Linked DNA regions of Pan troglodytes: region 1 is linked to region 2. Evidence: chromatin contacts called from public Hi-C data. All regions are on one chromosome and are shown on one strand. Each heading gives the region's core, a stretch centred on a gene start, on an enhancer-like site or on the middle of the called end of the contact. The rest is flanking DNA. Distances are from core to core; before and after follow the strand shown. Region 1 overlaps EYA4 (EYA transcriptional coactivator and phosphatase 4). Region 2 holds the start of EYA4 (EYA transcriptional coactivator and phosphatase 4).

Region 1 (5,559 bases), core at 2,935-5,434, 260 kb after region 2:
TGAGAATTTCTTTTAAAAATTAAATGGAATGGCTCTGCGTGATCTCATGAATAGCCAAATATATTACTAACTTTTATTTAAGCCCATCTTTACCAAGTCATTGCTGGAATTATGTTAGAAAAGGGGAAAGATCTTGAAAGGACATCACATTGATTAACTTGAAGCTAATATACCAGAGAGATAATGGTAACTACTCTCTTAAAAACACATAGAGCAGCCTTCTGTAACCTGCCCTGAAGTTTTCAGTTCCTTTGATCTCAGTTGATGATCGTTTAATCTCATATCTTGAGAAGGTGGGGAATTAGAACATTAACTTACCTTAAGTATTCTTTAACCATCATCAACCCTCTCCTAGGCATTTCCTCCTATAGCCATCTCCTAACGTGTCAATCACCTTTCTCCTGGAGTCCTGAGGAGCCTCGTGAGGTGTGTGTATTTGCCACCTCTGCTCTGCCACTTTTCTCTGGGCCCTGTGCTTTCTAGCCCATCCTCCCACAGTCATTCTCACCAACATGGTATTTTTCTTTCCATCCAAGTACCATGTTACACTGTTGCCATGTACTACCACTGTAATTCCCCCCTTGAAGTACATTTATTCTGTTATTAGTTTAATACATTTGGATTCCCTTCTGATTGAAACTGTAGAAGCCTCTAGTGGTAAGTTGTGTGATGATCCCCTTCATCACACAATTTAAGCTTGACAACATTAACTACTGTTCAACTGCAAATAGGTTGCTTACACTGAACACTTGAATTGTGAACAAAATCTTTTAATTCAAAATGTGCTAGCTTTTCACCTTTACCAGCTCCCCAGCAGGTAATTGGCTACATTACTAAGAAAAAGACACCATCAGACATTTGGTCCTTGAAGTTAAGTCCACAGAATGATCTTTATGGAGGTGAAGGGTGGAAAAGGCACTCTTCCTCATAAGCAACTCTAGAGAAGTCTAGTTCCCGAGAAATTATACTAAGCCACAGTTCTACTCAGTGATCACGCTGGCTCAAGTCCAGCCGTCCTGTGGAAGCACCACAGAGGCTTAACTCTTGGAAAGCCAGAAGGTCATGCCAGCTCTGATTTTTCTTAACTATCCCAGTCTCTCATTATAATATCTTATAGACCAGTATTTATTCAAAAGTAACATGTATATGAATCACCTGATAATCTTGTTAAACTACCTGGCAAACTAGATCTGGGGAAGGGTCTACAAGTGTGCATTTCTAACAGTTCCCAGATGATGCCAATGGTGCTGGTCTGTGAACCACACTTTGAGTAGCAAGACTGTCATCTGCTGACTCTCAATTTCGTTTGTACATTGGACTCACTGCAGAGCTTTAGCATGACTGATGCGTGGACCCACCTCAGATAATCCAATTTAGTTGGTATGGGGTGTGGCCCGAGCAACAGGCATTGTGAAAGCTCCACAGGTGTTCCCCATGCATGGTGGAGTCTGAGAACTCCTGTCTTATATGTCATCCTCCCAGCTTGGAGTCCTCCTTATGTACCACTATAACCCTACTTTTCCATAACGCCTCTCTATCCTTTCCCCATTATTTCTCCATCAGAAAACCCCACTGACTGCCTGTACCTCAGCAGCTGAATGTGGCCACAGATCTCAAGTGGGTGCAAGCACTCTTGGGGTCATGAACTCTTCCTATTGCAGGTTTTGAAGAGCTGAAGGGAGAGCAAGCATATCTCTCCCAATTCTGTACAGACCTCCTCAATTACTAGGGGGAAAAAAGCAAACAAATGAATTCTGTCATCTTTGCACCACCAAATCCGTGCCTCCTACATCTGTAGCCATAGATGTCTCTTGCACCTCTCTTGCACCCTGGTTCCGTGCTCCCTCACCTACCCAAAGAATCGACTCCTGAAAGGACTTCTTTCGCTAAGCCACCAGTTTCTCACTCTCCTAGATTCTTCCCATCACCATCGTATCTGCTGTCACATTCCTGTCATTAGAAGAGCTTCTTGAGCCCATTTTCCCCTCTGGTGACTGCTCTCTTTCTCTGCTCTTTCCAGCTTTGCCATAACATGACACTTGCCAAGTCTGAGGAGCCACCTTGTTGCCAAATCAAATGTTCCTTCTTGGCTTATCTTGCTGGGGCCTCTCACGTACATTCAGCGGAGCACTCTTGCATTCTTAAAATCCTTGTTTCCTTTCCCTTCCCTGGTCAGGGTCCCTCTTCTCACACACAGACTCCTCACCTCTGGGCTCTGCGTATGTTCGCTACTATCACACCTGTTCATACCTAGCTCCCTCACCTTTGTCAGGCCTCTGTTTCTCTCTCTGCCATTGCCTCCTGAAAGGGGGCTTCTCTGAATTTGCTTTAAATTAGCCCTTTCCACTCATCCTCATCACTTCTGTATCTGCTTGTCCTGGTTTTTCTTTCATAGCTGATCACCACCTGAAATGCTTATACTCCCTTGTTTTCTTGTCTGTTTATCAGATAGCTCATCCAGTAATAATATAAACCACATAAAGGTACGGGCTTTGCTTTTTTGGTTATCTGCTCTCTGCTTGGAATTTGAACGTGTCTAATACATAATTAGTCACTCAATAAATATATGATGAATAAATGAATGTTCCTGAAACCATTTTCCAGTTCCTCCTAAGAACTTGTAAGCCCACTACCTATCCATCATAGACAAGTATCACAATTGTAAAATTTCTGTTCTGATTTGTGACTGAATTTCATTTTATCTCTTATGATTTAAAGAGTATATGTATTCTAAAAAATCCAGTAACTTTTTCCACCTTGGTTCATGGAGCTGGGCTGCCTTCTTTCTTCCATGATGAACTTGCATATCTTCTATCTTTGTGTGCACATGTCTACACATATGCTACAGGTCCCAAAAGAATAACTGTTTCAAGAGGTTGATGTCTTTAAAAAACAAAAAAAAAAGTCCTTAGTTTCTTTAAAAATACATAATTGCTGCCTCTCCAGAGATATTTTTACAGTGTGTCCCTAGAGGAGGAATTCCAGCTGATGGCCCAATGCAGGGCAGAGGCCCGTAGACAGACAGTCTGGCTCCAATTTATGCTCTGTGTTCACATGGCTAATAGGCGTTAGTATTTTGATTTAGAGAACTGCTGTACTGGATCCTGCCTTGGTTATACACTGGCAACATCTGGCTTAGAACCACACTTTTAAAGGCCAAGAGCTATTTATTTTCTTCATCTTCCTCTTCTCTCTCTCTCTCTCTCTCTCTCTCTCTCACTCTCTCTCTCTCTCTCTGTATTCAGTAAAATGTCTGGGGAATAGTTTCAGTATTTTGATAGAGCAGTACACGGAATAAATTGGCAGTATTTCAATTTGCCTCCTATTAAACTCTGTTGTAGACACTTTGAACCTTTTGGAACTGTTATAATATGTATAATATATATCAGAACTTCCACAAAACCCTGTTAGTGCCTTTATTATCCCACTTTTTTCCTCTATCCAAGATTTTGCTATCACCTCATTTTAGACCCTAAACTCAACATTCACTACACTTAAATGCAAATAAAAAAAAGCAACTCTTGATTCATAAGGTGCCCATAATTCTACAAACATCTAATGAAAATGAGCAAACATCTCTATATAAAACTTGGGTTCAATCCAGAAGTATGTTTCATTCTCACATGCCTGATAAAACAGTGGAATTGCAGGTGCTGGCATCTCCCTCACAGCAGTTTGGCAAGATGGAGGGTGCCCAGCATTGCTAAGGCTACACCCACCAAATGTCCAGTCATCTTTCTGGGATTCTTGGATCTGTGAGTCCTTTAGCTGGAAAAATGCATTGCTGTAATCTGCTCACTTAGAATTAGCTGTCCCAGTGACTTAGTAAGCTGGAAAAAAACAAAATTAAAATTAGATATTTGAAAGTAAGCCTGCCCCAGACATGCTCTTAGAAACAAGATCACTACCTCTTACAGGCATGGTTTTCCTTGGCTGATGGCATGACTAGCCCTGGCCCATCTGTGCCAAGACTTTGGCATGGCTGACGAAACATCTCTCTTTCAATAGGCCTTGCTCTCTGGAAAGCTTAGTAAAATACAGCTAGTTCACACTCCAGCAAACCACAAACCTAAACTTTCCCAGTTACAAATGATATTTTGCCAAAATGCTTACTAAGTCCTGGCTCTCACAGAGTGTGTGATGTGGAATCTCCACAGCTTGAAAAACAAATGACCAGCCCTCCCAGTGCCGTGGGGTTGCATTCCAGTGGAGTGCTCAACTACAGTTTTTATCACACCACATGCCATGCTTGCTTGCTAGCAGATTCTTGCATTTTGCTTTTTTAAAAAAAAATTATGCTTGTTTGCATGCTTATCAGATGTACAAAATGCATTCTTCATGGATTTTCCTATCACTGTTTGGGTAGCACAGAGTTACGTATTTCAGAAGCATGGAATTGATCAAAGTAACAATCAAAAGGAACAGTATGTTTTCTCCCATCCCCATAAATCTGATCTGTAAATGCAAAGAATGTGAAGAATGAACAAAAGAAATTCAATAATTGTATTTAAAACTTAAAAAGAAAAATTGGCAAATCATAGAATAAGAGCCTAACCAACCTGGTCTCCAGAAGGAAAACCTTTTAAATCAGATATTTCTGAACTCCTATCTGAAATATATATCTTTAGGGCAGTAATCATCAGAAACATAACAGACTAGTGTGGAGCTCAGTTTTATTGTCTTGCATCAGTGAACATTCCTCAAAAGCACAGAGCGTCACTAATGGAATTATATGTTTTCATGCTATAATTACATTTGATTTTTCCTGATATTTCTGTAGACTTTGTTCATGGTTCCATGACTAGGCAGAATAGTTTCATAGAATATCCTCAGCCTAGTTAATGCCTAGTTCCCCCAACCCTGCCAAAAAGACAGAGACTAATAATAGGAATTTTTCAACCAAAAAAGACAAAATGTATTTTTTTTTAATTTACACAACCTTTAGAGATTTTATTTCAACAAAAACATGATCAACAAAATGAAGAAAAAAGAATTTTATACTTGAAGGAAACAGAGCAAGGGGCCCTTCTGAGCTCGGAAACCCCTTGAGACACAAACTGGCACTTATTAATATTTTTTTTCTTTTGAGATACTGTTTCACTCTGTCACCCAAGCTGGAGTACAGTGGCGTGATCTTGGCTCACTGCAACCTCCACCTCCAAGGTTCAAGGGATTCTCGTGCCTCAGCATCCTGAGTAGCTGGGATTACAAGCACACACCACTGTGTCCAGCTAATTTTTGTATTTTTAGTAGAAACAGGGTTTTACCATGTTGGCCAGGCTGGTCTCGAACTCCTGACCTCAAATGGTCTGCCTGCCTCAGCCTCCCAAAGTGCTGGGAACACAGGCGTGAGCCACCGTGCCTGGCCTACTTATTAATAATTTTATTCTTGTTTTTAATGAATGTTTGTTGGCTAAAACAGAACTGATTTGATCTTTGGGTATATAGTCCCAAATGGTTCTGTCACTGGAAGACGGATGAATCCGGCAGCACAGTCAAGCTACCGGATGACATAATACCAGGAGGCCATCAGGTATGTGAAGAGTCAGCATCCATTAC
Region 2 (5,646 bases), core at 730-3,229:
CTCAACCATGCTCCAAATCCCCTTTGTGCCAACCCCACTGCCAGAACCCTTTCTACCTTGAGAACCAGAAAAGGAAACATTATGCCTGGCAATGCCTACACCCTCCAAAATAAATCTGCAGGAAAGAACACCCAGTAAGTGATGAGAGCAGCAACGACTGCCTTTATCATTTTAAATTTACAACACCACCTTTTCTAGAGCCTCTTAAGCATTGTAGATAATTCCCCACTCATTAAAAAATAAATTGTAACCATAAGTATTCAGGGTTGATACTGCTTTTGAATTGGACAGTGCTCATATCAGTTGCATAAGACCAACCTAAAGTAGAGGATGAAATCTTTTTTCTGAACCTTTTTCAGAACGTAACTTAGTGAATATATTAAAACTAAACTTTCTTTGAATGGGAGTAATTTCTACGGATTAATCTGTAATCTCTTAGACCACACCTAAGGTAATGTAGAGGTTGTTGTATCATAGGCTTTGTGATTAGAGACCACTGGATTTGTCTTTGGAAAAGTCACTCATGATTCTTTGGGCTTTGGTTTCCTCATCTTTTATACCGGCTTAATAATGACCACCGTAGAGTTGTCATGGAAGTTAAATGAACTCATGTACCATAAGTGACCAATACAATGATTGACACTCAGTGATTTATCAATAAATTAAAACATTTATTATCAATATGACAGAGAAGGTGCCGCTAAAATAGATAATAGGTTTTTGGAAGAGGTGATTAAATGGATGCAAAATTTATGGATTGTTTATTCCGTCTACCTTTGCTGTGTCCCCTGGTTGTGGCATACACACGTGTGGGTATAAAATCGTAAATCCTATGTAGGTGCGTAATGCATGCACAGAAGGCTTAGACACGAAATGTCATTTCAGCAATGTGCCTAGAGAAGCTCTGACGCCGCCTTGGAAGTAAGTCGTTGCTGCCTGACCTTTGGGCGTCTGGGACGGATGCCTATACCTGCACCCAGCAGCACTGGAAGGGGCCCAGGCCCTTCCCAGCACAGCCTATCCCCAGACCGCTTAGTCCTTCATAACATATATCTCCACGGAAAAGGGTATTTCATCCCGTCAGAAAAAGCGCCCCAATCTGGTCTGGGTTGGTTTTTATTTCACGTTGTTGCAAGTAGGCGAAGTCCCTTCTGTCTCCTCCCTTGGGGTAAGTGGAAAGGAGTCCGGCAGGGGGCCCGCAGTGGCCTGCACAGGGGAACTGGGTAGCGAGAGAGTTCCAGGCAATTCCGGGGGCTGCCCCACAGAAGCAGGTGGGGATCGACAGTGGCTCTCCGGCCCAGGGAGGAGAGCGCGGTCGCGGGTCCCTCCCCTCAGCCTGGAGGCTGCAGCCGCTCGAGTCGGCCCGGGTGGGGGCGGGGTGGGGGCGGCGCGGAGGGCACGGAGATTACGGCGGCGCCACCCGGGACATCCAGGGCCCCGAGGCCCTGGGCGGTCCCCACGCGAGATCGCAAACCATGACAATAGGCAGTCACCCGAGGTCAAATAAAAACGGAGTGGGTCCCCCGCGCGCCGCCGCCCCCCGCGTCCCTGGCGGCCTCCCCCGAGGCCCCCGGCGGCCTCACGAGCCCGCAGTAGCCGGTGGCGACGTCGCCCCCGCCCCACCTCCCTGCGCAAGTGCGAGGCTGCCCGCAGCGCGGCGCACGCTCCGGCCGTTCCCGGCTTCCGCGCAAAACTTCCATCCTGTCCACGTGAAGTTGTCGCTGCCTTAGAGAGGGGGAAAGAGCTGCGGGAAAAGCTGGGGAGTGACGACTGCGGCGGCTGGGCGCGCTCTCTCATTTTCTTTTCTTCTCCTTTCCCCCCTGTCGCAGTCCGGAGTTTTGGCTCCTCTCCTTTCCTCCTCCCCCTCGGAGCCGGCTTCTCCCTCCGCCCCGCTTCTCCCCCGCTTGTGTACGCTATTTGTTGTGGGGTGGCCGAAGGGGATGTCCTGTTTTCACCAGAGGCACAGCGCGAAGGGGAAACTTCGACACTGGAAGGAACGAGAATAAATACTTAATTACGGACGCACTGAACCGCGGCTGGGACAGACACTTCGGGAACCCGAGGCGGACCGGGCGACGAGGTGAGTGACCCCTTCTTCCAACCCCCGCCCCAGGGCTCCCGGGGGAGCCTGAGTTGAGAGAACCCCCAAACTTTCCGGGAAAGTGCGCGAGGCTCCGCCGGGGACGCCGAGCGCTGGGTACTGAGGACGCGCAGCTGGACGGTGCGTGGGCGCCTGCGTCCCCGGGGGGCGCTTGGAGGCCGGGTGCCCCACGCCTGAGGGCCCGGGCCGCTCGGACCGCAGCGGTGCTCTCTGCCCTAGAAGACGTCCCCAAGCCCCAAGGGTCCCTTCCGAGCCTGCCTGTCCCTTCCGGGGTCGGCGCGGAGCCTGCGCGTAACGGAGTTCATCCAGCAGTCCAGCGCGCGGCTTCTACCTGCACCCCGCCTCCACCTGGCAGAGGCGCGAGCATCGGGGTCTCCCCCACATCTTTCTTATGACGTGTATTACTTTCTGATGACCCCCTAGATGGTCCAGGCGCGAGGATGCTGACCCAGAGTCCTTCGGAGGGTCACAGGCGCCTGGGCTTTCCCGGTGCCGGGTGCGTGTGTACTTTAAAGGCTCGCGTTCTAATCTCCAGGCACTGATCGGGCTTTTCAACTGCGGCGATCCCACTTTAATAGTTTTTATGTGGCGTGGACTGAATGTCTCCTGCAGTTTGCCAGGGTCGGTGAAATTAGAGGCGCCTTGTCAGAGCAGTCGCGTTCATTGGCTCGAGTAGCGGGTGCCATGGAAGGCTATAACTTCTCCAAAGGAAGGGACCTGGCTGGGTAGAGCAGGTTTTTCTCTCCTTCCAAGCCTGCTGGGTCTGGGGAGGCAGTGGAACTTGAAATGGCTCGGATTTTTAGCGTGGTGAAGCGAGGTTTGGAAGTAGACGTGTGTGTGCTTGTTTTATTCTGCGCCGCACAGCAACCCGAACTTTCGTTTGGTAGCACTTGAAAGAGTTTTCTCCCTTTGTTTGCGAGATTCTGAACAGCTCGGAGCGATTAGGGAATTTGCGGACCGAGTCCGGTGGCAGAGCTGGGGCGAAAGCAGAGAGCGCAATTTAATTTTTGTCATCTCTTCCCTGCTTGGGAGGATAGTGTTTCCCTTCACCACCACCCCTCTTTCTCCTTCCTATGAAGACAACGGATTTGCGCCTGGGGTGAGAGTGTGTGCGGGAGAGTGGTGTGGAGACTGTCCTCTCTCACCGCGTCTCCTGCGCCTCTCCCCGCCATCCCGAGCGGGCCTAGAGAGTCATTCATGAATCTTAACCTGAGGGCAGGGGAGGAAGGTGCAGGTCCCTCTGCCCTTTCTGCCAAGGTGCAGAATAGCGCCCGGGCGTGTGTTTTGGTTCCAGAGCAGTTCCACGTGGAGCAACTTCGTGTGTGTGTGTGTGTGTGTGTGTGTGTATGTGTTGTGTACTTGATCTGTGAGGAGGTAACAGGAGTCTGGTGTTCAAACCCAGTGGGCCGTTGGCCATTAGTTTGCTTTCCTGGCTGTCATTACAGACACTTCCAAAATCTGATACCTAAGAGAACCAACAGGTTAGGTTTCACATTAAGGGCTCATACTTAACAGTTTTCTTTCTCCCTTACCCCTTTTGGCTTGCCACCCTGGGATCAACGTAATTGTTGGAGCGAAATACATCTCCTGGAATATGGCATTTTGTTCCTCTTCTCCTCTGTGGCCACTTTGTGAACCCTCGGGTGTTTGTCAGTTTCAGTGCGGGCTCCTGCGGGATTTAGGTGGGAGTCTTAGGAGCGTTTAACAACCGCGGGCTCCCCATCAACAGCTTCTGAAGTTTCACTTACACGTAGGTGACTGACAGGATTGAAAGTTGACGATGGTTTTTTTGTTTGTTGCGTTGTTTTTGTTTTTAAAACCTTAGGGAAAGGATTGTACTTGAATTCCTTTCCCGGGTACGGTTTGGTTTTAAGCAGAATCAGTGCCTTTTTTTTTTTTTTTGTCTTTTAAAATATTATTGGCAAGCTTAAACCTGAAGAACCAAAAACTAGAGGGGGTGGGGAGAGAATCCCCCCAAAAAATATTTGATACGTGATACGGAGCGTTTTAGGAGACTGCATTCAAAGACATTTGTGTATTTTTAAAAATAACATTATCCCAAGAAACAAAAAGCAGTAGTAACAAGAGACAGATTGTTTTGTGTGGAGCAAGACTGCCAGAATCTGATTTTTATGGCAACAATATCGAAAGCAGACATAACTACACCCACATTTATTGTTATAAACCGTAAAAATAGTTTGTTCCACCTGATTAAAAGTTGTAAGTCATTCAAAGTTAAACCCGTATTTAGGAATGACTGTACAAGAATGTTAAAACCTTTGACAGCTACAGCTTTGGAAGCAACATAATTAGATTTGTTGAAAATGTCTCCTTTCTCTGATTATTAGGGATATGTACTTGTCTTTCATAATAAGTAAAGGTCTACAATCAATATGGTTTTCAAAAGCCTGTTTTCCTTTGTAAATTTCCTGAAAATAGTATGTTTCAATATTTAAAGACCATTGTAACTACCGGTTGGTTCACAATTATAACTAAAATAAGATTTACTCAGTTGTTTTCTTTTTATTAGTATTTATCGAATATTTGAAATTGAATTTCTCATTTCCAAAATAAAACGTCTCACATATATGTATGTATTCACAATTAACACTTCTTTTAAGTAGTAGGCTTAAGTTTTAAAATTTTTTAAATCTTAAGATTTGTATAAAAAGGAGTGATTGTATAAAAAGGAATAATAATTATTATTAATTGTTAAGAAAAATAGATGCTGAATTTCAGAGGGTTTCTAGAAGCTGGAGAAAAAAATTGCATAGAAGTTTCTTTTTTGACGGGTGACTGGCAGATGAGTTACTTGTCATTTTGCTATAATTTTTTTTTTCTTTTAATAAGGCTCTTTGGGTTAAAAAAAAAGGAAAAACAAGTACTCCATTTCTAAGAGTTTCCTTTTTATTTATGTTGTACTTTGGGGTGTAAATAAATTTTACATAGCCACGGGAAGTAGAGTATCCAATTTCATGCTTTCAGTCTCTGTTGCAAGCTCTAAATGACTGATGTCGTGTCTAAAAATATATTTATATGGCTTGATATTTCATTTTAAAATTTTATGCACTGGAATTAGATTTTTTAGGATTTTTAGAAAGAGAGAATGACAGAAAGACCATGACTATTGTTATAAAAAGTTAGAATGTTAGGAAGTTCACATTCTAACTTTCAAATAATCAAACTTATTTTGCCCCACAAAAACTCACAGTTTTTATACAGATTTCAAGAAGAGGGGTGATAATCTTTTTCACTACTTAGTTAAGTGTTAAGTAATTTAAGAATGCAAGTATGTATTATGCTTTCTCATTATCATTTTTTTCTGTTAGGTAAATGCAAGAACACTGGACATTCTGTAAAAACAGGCCCCTCTTTATAAGGAGTTTATTCACCATAGTTCTGTATTGCAGCTGCTGATCATATTTCATGGAGCTGTTAAAGCACTTAAAACCTAAAATTAGGTACTGTCTGGTTGTAAATATTTCCGATCACTTATTTAAGAAATAAATAGAAAAGCGTGCTATCAAAAGTAGGAGACGTTTTGA

The links. A called contact is a pair of places that touch in the nucleus more often than the background predicts.
Region 1: a contact with region 2 is called in a Hi-C map of stem cell-derived neural progenitor cells, with 3 times the contacts expected there. The contact joins the enhancer-like site here to the promoter of EYA4 in region 2. A contact is called at or near these places in 1 of 7 Hi-C or Micro-C datasets (stem cell-derived neural progenitor cells) and 1 of 1 datasets of contacts at active chromatin or transcription factors (stem cell-derived excitatory neurons).

What each region holds. Positions count from the first base shown.
Region 1 is chr5:145,369,822-145,375,380 of NHGRI_mPanTro3-v2.0_pri, forward strand. The region is part of intron 13 of EYA4 (EYA transcriptional coactivator and phosphatase 4); the gene reads left to right. Among named protein-coding and RNA genes, the nearest start is that of EYA4, 260 kb to the left of the region's middle. Within about 2 kb of position 4,185, at least 2 of the 24 cell types and tissues checked have an H3K27ac peak or open chromatin away from gene starts, as enhancers often do. A contact at or near this core is called in stem cell-derived neural progenitor cells, where this site is marked.
Region 2 is chr5:145,113,354-145,118,999 of NHGRI_mPanTro3-v2.0_pri, forward strand. EYA4 (EYA transcriptional coactivator and phosphatase 4) reads left to right here and starts at 1,980. Exons shown (of 20, transcript XR_010158205.1): 1 at 1,980-2,080.